Linked DNA regions of Mus musculus: region 1 is linked to region 2. Evidence: chromatin contacts called from public Hi-C data. All regions are on one chromosome and are shown on one strand. Each heading gives the region's core, a stretch centred on a gene start, on an enhancer-like site or on the middle of the called end of the contact. The rest is flanking DNA. Distances are from core to core; before and after follow the strand shown.

Region 1 (4,141 bases), core at 563-3,062, 710 kb before region 2:
AGTCAGCACATTGTCTGCCCTGCTTTGGCAGTAGAAGCCTCATTTGCTACAGTCTGAATTCCCCACACAGTATTTGTGCCCACCTGAATCTACTTCTTTTGTGCTACTAATTACTGTAGTTTAATTATGGTCCTTGCATAATTATTATTGAACTTCAAGAGCCACACTTTACTTTTATGACAACTATGTTTGTTATAATTGTTTTCTGTTTGTTCTATAAGATTATTACACTGAAATGATATTAAATCATAATTCTATTATCAAAATATTTTGTAATATTCTCAATTTCCTTTTAACTATAAATGATATAACTAAGTGCTCGTTGAAATGTCTTAAATCCTCTTAAAAGTCTCTTCAAAGGCATAATAAAACTTTTCCAATACAGAATCTTTTCTCTATACAATTGCTTTCTGGCAAAATAGAAATGCTATTGTATGGCAAAATCATTGGTAATTGTCATGATAAAGCATGTAAGATAGGCCAGACCATGTTCTGACTCAGCTAATTTCTTTTGTCATTGTTTTGAAAAGTGATACATGATTCACCTAAGTTAAAGTCTATATAAAAAAAAATAACACAAGGAATGTCATGGTAGAGTGAGAAACGATTCTGACCCAATTTTTTTACTTGTCAACAAATCCACACAAAGTCCTCAGAAAAACTGCTGCAAGATGGCATGGTAAAACAACCATGCATAAGCTTTCACCTTTGATGTGGTCTTCAAGTTAAAAAATGAAACAATAAAAGCAATTCTAAACTGAGTGCTAGTTACTCTGAAGGCTTTGTGCTGAGTACTGATTGCTTTCTAAGCCTCAGTCCACCCAACCTTTTTAGACGCTTGTACCTGGTGGGAAACACAAGTGGAAATCTGCCTTGAAATCAAGGGTTGGCTCTGATGGCTCCTCTCCAGTGCCTGGTGCTAATTGCAGTACTGGGACTTGAGCTTTCAAAAAAGGAGTACGCTCAAGATTTATAGGAAAAGAAGTCCTTCCTATCAAAATAAATAAATAAATAAATAAATAAATAAATAAATAAACAAACAATCCCAGCAACATATATCTCATTCTCCTTTCCATTAATCCATTCCCCGAAAGCCTATTATTACAATTTCTATTCCTGACCAAGGGTTGTCTTCGAGGATCTCATTATTGCAAACATGGGGCCACAGGAGGGAAGTTTATAAGGAATGCCAGATACAGGAGGTCAGAACACTTCACAGGGGCTTATAGCAGCTGCGGGTACCATCTGACTGATCCACACACATCCTCCTAGCTGCTTCAACGGTGTGTGGATCACAGTGGGCTTACAGAAATCTGGTCCCAGCCTCCGGATGTCATTTCCCATAAAGGAACTGGCTGACTCGCACTGGTTCTATCCTGAGAAAATGTGTCTGGTGGATCAGGCTATTAACCCAAAGTGTCTAAAAGAAGCACCAAATATGGAGGAGAGGATGTTCTTTGTTAAACGGGGGGGGGGGGGGGGGGGGGGGGGGGAGGAGCAGCACTATTTGCCTCCGTTAATTTAAAAGGCAGGTGGGAAGTGTTATGACATCCAGGTTTTAAAAAGTCAAATCTGTGTTTTATTTGTGCTGCCTTTCACTTCATTGGAATATAATTAAAAGCATAAACAAGGAAAAATAGAAAATGCAGGGGCCCTAGCATTTGAAATCTTAGGCCTCTCGCTTCACCTGAGTGGGAGCAGGTCACCTGGAGAGAAGCAGATCTTAAACTGCTTTTGTTTGCCCAGCTTTCATTTTGCAGATGAGGAGGAGGATCGGTGTTGCCAATCACTCTTTGAATTAACTAGGAGGACAGATGAACCCAGGTCAGCTCTCTGGAGTTTGGTCCCATTGAATTTGTTTACTTTTTCCTGACAGTATTGGGAGTGTTATTTTTGAGTCAGTTGCTCAAGAAGATATCATCTATCTAGAGATAGTGAGAAGGGAATTTACTGCAGCCTTTGTGCATTGAGTGGGTTTTTAAAAGTTGGCAAATTCTGCTGTGAAATGCCACTCACTGGCCCATCACTTCTTGGCTTCTGTGAAAGAAAAGTGTAAAGATGTTAGAGAAAAGCGACCAACCATTGGTTCATTGGTTTCCATGGGCACTTTTGCATGTCAGGAGGTAGGAACCTAAGGATGTAGAAAATGGTTCAGGGAAGATTGCTCACTGTTTGCCTAGTATCATGTTGGGGTAAAAGGGTGAGGCGAATTTCTGTATGTTTCTGGAAGTTTACACTTAACTCTTCTGTGCAATAGTTTGCCAGGACTTCCATAAAAAACAAAACAAAAACAATAAATGTTGTGTGATGTGAAACATTATGGATTGTTCTACAGTTTTGAGGATGAGGAGTGCACTATGTACATGTTTGCATGGCAAGACTCCCCCGTGATTCCTCCAGAGAAGTCTTTGTTTCTTTCAATTTCGGGGAGTCTTGTGTTCTTCCTGGAATACCTCTTATCTTTACTTCCTGTCTTCAAATAGCCATTTGCTTTACAGGGCTCTTCTCCTATGTCTCCTTACTTACATAGGTGTAGGGCAGACAAAGGGGCTATCCTCCTGAGGTGTGACTTTATCATAACTAAATGCATCTGCAACGGCCTTGTTTTACAGTAAGGATTCATTGTGAGCTGTTGCTGTATATGTGGGGAAAATAAAAGTGCAGCATAGGTTTTAGGGATGATTCCTTCAATAAGTCACAATATCAAGTAAACCAGAGCTGTGCTGGATAGTTTTATGTCAATTGGACACAAGATAGAGTTACTTTGGAAGAGGGAATAGCAGTGGAGATAGTACCACCACTGAATTGGCCAATGGGCAAACCTGTGGTACATTTTCTTAAATGATTTTTTTATGTGGGAGGGCCCAGATCACTGTGGGTGTTGTTATCCTTAGGGATGTGGTCCTGAGTCCTATAAGAAGGCAAGCTGAGCAAGATTTGAGAAACAAGCTAGTAAGCAGTGCCCTCCACAGTTTCTGCATTAATTCCTTCTAGCCTCAAGTTTAAGTCTTGACTTGCTTTGAGGATAAGTTTTGATGGGGATAAGTATAAGCAAGGTAGGAACTTTCGTCCCCAGATGATGTTTGTGATGATGTTTCATCACAGGAGTAAAAACTCTAAGACAAAAATAGATAAGGGAAATTGAGGACAGAGTTCTGAGAGGTGCAAACTATTAATTCATTCATGTTGAGATTACAGTTGGTTAGAAACTTTATAATGAACGACTATGGATTGACTATGTTACCCACAAAACTACTGAAAATGTAATCCCCATAAGACAGTGTTAGAGGTCGGGCCTAAAGGGATGAGATGAAGTTGTGAAGAAGGAATGAAATGGTTAGTTCACTCTTGTTTATCTCCTTTTGTTCACCTTCTTCTTTGCCTTCTATGGGATGTGTGATGCACTTAAGAGATATACAGTTTTCCCACTAGTTAGTATAGGCTCTTTCCTGTGCTGTCTCATTGCATAAAATCCATGTAAGTATTATTTACATTTTTCTAATGTAAGACAATGAATTTCTGAAAAGTAATAAATAGTAGTTGTTAGAGTTGGGCATTACACAATGACAAGCAGCAGGTAGAGACAATGGCAATCGTTTTGTATTATGTGAGCAAAATCCACCTTGTTAGTCAAACGGGAGATAAAATTGGAAATGTGTGGGCAATTGATGGAAGATTTAGAATGTCAGCCTGAAGACTGTACCTACCTACAGTGGCATTGCCAAGCAACTGCAGATTTTGAGAAGCTGGGTGAAGTGATGAAAACAATATTGAAGAAAAGGAATTCAACATTTGTGAGGGGAGAAAATAGGGAAACCAGCCAGAAGGCTTTTACAGTAATTGAGGCACATGTTAAATCCAGTGTATATGAACAGTGGCTATAGACAGGAGAAGAAGAGGAGCTCACTCGCTTCTTTGTTTATGATTTATTCTATTTCAAAAATGCTTTAAGGTACTTTGCAAGACTTCAAGCAACAGAACATACAAAAGAATGTCATAAGGAAAACATTTAAAAAGATTGTACTAGGATAATCAAATAGAACCAGGACTAATTCCTAATGTGCTTGGTATCCTACTCATATTCAAAGTAATCCAATAAAGGAACAAATGTGAGCACCGTAAGGACACAATCCTGCTCATT
Region 2 (4,018 bases), core at 98-2,597:
TAATCAAACTCAGGGCTGAAATCAACCAAGTAGAAGCAAAAAGAACTATACAAAGAATCAACCAAACAAGTAGCTGGTTCTTTGAGAAAATCAACACGATAGATAAACCCTTAGCCAGACTAACCAGAGGGCACAGAGACAGTATTCAAATCAACAAAATCAGAAATGAAAAGGGAGACATAACAGAAACCTAGGAAATCCAAAAAATCATATGCTCCTACTACAAGAGCCTATACTCAACATTACTGGAAATTCTGGATGAAATGAACAATTTTCAAGACAGATACAAGGCACCAAAGTTAAATCAGGATCAAATAAGTGATCTCAATATGTATTATTATTATTCTTTCTTTCATGAAAGCTTTGCAAGTGAACCACTATTTTATTATATTGCAGCTCTCCTAAAACTATAATGCACTAATTATACCTCATTTGATAGATAACAGGAGGACTTTATAAGGTATAAATTATGACTTAAATGACCAGGAATTCTGATACTATATTAGTCAAGGTTCTCCAGAGTTATAGAACTTCTGGAATGTCTCTGTATATTAAGAGATGTGTGATGACTTATAGTCTATAGTCCAACTAAACCAAAATTGGGCAGCTATAATTAGGGAGCCCAATAATCTAGTAGTTGTTCAGACACATGAGGCTAATAGTTTAAGCTGGTCTTCTATAGATTTTGGAAAAGAGTGAATCTTCCTTCTTCCAAAGCCCTTATTTAGGCCTCCCACAGATTAAGGTGTGTACCACCATGCCTGAATCTGGGATTTGCTTTGTCCCAGGCTGACCTTGAACTCAGAGAGTCCTTGCCTCAGTGTTCTCGGAAGGAGCAACCTCAAAGCTCAACTCCAGTGACATACCTCTTCTAAAAAGGTCACACCTACCAGTTCTTCTCAAACAGTTCCACCAGCTGGGGATCAAATAGTGAAAAATATGAGCCTGTAGGGAAATTTTTTCATTTAAACCACCAAAAGTGTTTTATTATTTAAAGCTGGGCTATTAAAGTTTTCTATTCCATGGGAGGCAGAGGGAGGCTGATTTCTGAGTTCGAGGCCAGCCTGGTCTACAAAGTGTGTTCCAGAACAGCCAGGGCTATACAGAGAAACCCAGTCTTGAAAAAACAAAAAAACAAAGCAAATTTTAGTTCTATATGTTAAGAGAGGGCATTAGCAAACTGGTCACTTAATTGCAAACATAGTCCTGCTTCTTCTTTAATATCAATATAAATTTCCTCTTTAAGAAATTTTCCCACTAGCAGTTATCTTGGCTCTTCTTTTCTGTGTGCCAGTGAGAGCTGTTATTACATTACCTAATGGTTAAAATTCAGAGGAAGGTCATGGCCCAGTATAAAAATCATAAGGACATGAACTCAGGTTTCCTGTTGTTGACGGTGATGCATGGTGATTCAGGGCAGACTCTTTATTAAAACAACTTTGTTGTTATTGTTTTTCTATTATAATTGTGATGTAATGGACCATATTAATTGCTATTGGAAGCAATATGAGAACTCTTCTTTCTTTCTACGGTCTTGAAGCGGCCAAGATTGTGTGTTACAGCTTTCATATGAGAAACCAAAGAGTGAAAGTTTATTTGTTAAACTTTTTACAGTGAATTCTACTCCATTACAACTGGGGATCTGATTGCAAGGCCCAAAATATGAGAGAGTGTATGCTTAAATTATAAATAATACCTCAAGTGTGGAGAAAATGGTGCTTTTGAGAATAGCTTCCTGGATATTTATAGCAAAGCACCTAAAGTATAAATTTTTATTCAGTATAATACACACTCAGCACATTTTAGTCAAAGTTTTATATTTACCTTTACCAAGAACCCTAACTTCAATTTCACCCCATATCTCCAAATTTTCTTAATTAAGCTAAATGTTACAGATGAACATGATCTATTTTAAAGCATATTTTACAGAATCTTTGTTCAGAAATAACCCTGCCACCTGAAAACAGTCACTGAGGGAAAGTATATTTATTTGGGAATGGCTCAGTTCTGCAAGCATGTGTTGGCAAGGGTCATACAAGACAGTTTGAAATCCTGACTATAAAGATCAATAAACAAAGGTAATGTTTGTTCAGGATTCAGCAAATGTGCATGGGGGAGTTGTCCGTGCTGTAGAATTTAGTGTAAGACTGGGCTAGCCTCTGTACAAGGCTGTGATTCTATCAGAAACCATTGTTAGTGCCATCACCCTTCTGTCCTAGCATTTAAGTTATTTATTTTTGCTTTTTTTTTTTGTGGGGCTTGTTTTTTGCTTTTATTTTTTGTTTTGGGTTAGAGTTGACATAAATGGCTCTGTTTTAATTCTGGTAAATTTCGTAAGTTTTATAGGTTAGTACTGTTTTCTTTTTTTTTTTCCAGCAAAATATCTTAGTACCTAATAAAAGTGATCTTATGTAAATAAAAATATCAGGTTCAGTGTAGACCTGCCTGATTATAGTAAGATGTTTTTAAATACAGAGTATATTTACATATCTCAGAGTTAAGCTCCCAAATATTAAAATGCTATGTTCCTGACTTTGGCTGTTCTGAGTGAATTGCTGTATTATCCTGATACTTTCTAGCATTTTCTGAGCAATTATTAAAACAGTTATGATGACTCTAAAAGGATGTAATTGGAAAAGAAAGATGGCCTGTACTGGATGAAATTCTTAATTAATCTTTCACTGCTAAATTGCTCCAAATTAATCAAGTATATTGCCTACACCAAAGGCAACTATACTTTACATATCTCACTCTTATCTTCACCAAGCCATATATTAAAAGTTAATTTCTAATTTAAAAGTATATTTAACTGTAATACCATCAATTCTAAATAAGCTTATTAACGCTTTCCTCAAAATATCATAATATTTCAAAGAGAGTGCTTTGTGCCTAACATTTTGACAATTTTTTGGCATGGCCTTTAAAACATCAAATTAGAAAAAATATATATATACATACATATACATACATATACATATATGATACATATGGACATATAGAGAGAATGTATAGGACTGGATAGAGAGAATATATATATGGATAATCTTCTCTGGAGAATACTATTCATTTACTTGCTAGATGATTCCACTCATTTGTTCAATACATATTCATTACAAAAAGTGATATTTTAGGTGCTGAGGGTGAATGTGAGAAATGTCACAATAGCAGTGTTCTGGTACCTGAGTAAGCAGTCACCCAAGGTGAGCTCTAATCATATACTGCATATTCTTGTAACAGTTAAGAAATCCTGGAAGGTGATCATTTCCCAACTGTTTTAAATAGTGAGTTACACTCTCCCCTGGTTCTTGCTGCTTTTACCAACATCATACACCACAAAAGTGACATACAGTCCCCCAAACACATTATCTATATAGTGCTGCTCAACTGGAAGATAATTGCTTATAGGAGCTGGACACGAGTTAGGGTCCCTTGGCTTTCTGCCTAATTCCTAGGTTGTGAACCATCAACCTGTTTGATATGTAATTACTGATTAGGGCCTGGAGAAAAAAATGTTAGATATTCAAATGCAAGTTGCTTAATGGTCCTAATACAGTCCTAAGTAGTTGATCTCTCTTTCTCTCTCTCTCTCTCTCTCTCTCTCTCTCTCTCTCTCTCTCCCTCCCTCCCCCCTCTCTCTGTCTCTCTGTCTCTCTGTCTCTCTGTCTCTCTGTCTCTCTGTCTCTCTGTCTCTCTGTCTCTCTCTCTCTCTCTCTCTCTCTCTCTCACACACACACACACACACACACACACACACACACACAGAGTCCAATCAGTTAACTAGAGGTTTTATGGCATACATACATAAAGTAGATGTTAGTATAAAATGAATATATAATTTGGTTGGGGATTTTATTAAGATGTAATTACTGTAGTTTGGAACACTTGGAGATCAGGGATGTAATGGATCCTCACAGCTATAAGAGGTTAAGATACTGTGTTTCCTTGAGTGAAAGGGCTGAATAAGATACTTTGGTGATACAATGCTGGGACCCTCCTGTTCTTACTACTTGGAATCCTA

What was found. A called contact is a pair of places that touch in the nucleus more often than the background predicts.
Region 1: a contact with region 2 is called in a Hi-C map of liver, with 4 times the contacts expected there. The contact joins two enhancer-like sites. A contact is called at or near these places in 2 of 39 promoter capture datasets (the C10 cell line and cranial neural crest) and 1 of 484 Hi-C or Micro-C datasets (liver).

What each region holds. Positions count from the first base shown.
Region 1 is chr3:18,879,077-18,883,217 of GRCm38.p6, reverse strand. No RefSeq gene overlaps it. Among named protein-coding and RNA genes, the nearest start is that of Gm30789, 240 kb to the right of the region's middle. Within about 2 kb of position 1,812, at least 3 of the 459 cell types and tissues checked have an H3K27ac peak or open chromatin away from gene starts, as enhancers often do. A contact at or near this core is called in liver, where this site is marked.
Region 2 is chr3:18,167,105-18,171,122 of GRCm38.p6, reverse strand. All of the region lies in intron 1 of Cyp7b1 (cytochrome P450, family 7, subfamily b, polypeptide 1), which reads left to right. Among named protein-coding and RNA genes, the nearest start is that of Gm23686, 8.5 kb to the left of the region's middle. Within about 2 kb of position 1,347, at least 2 of the 459 cell types and tissues checked have an H3K27ac peak or open chromatin away from gene starts, as enhancers often do. A contact at or near this core is called in liver, where this site is marked.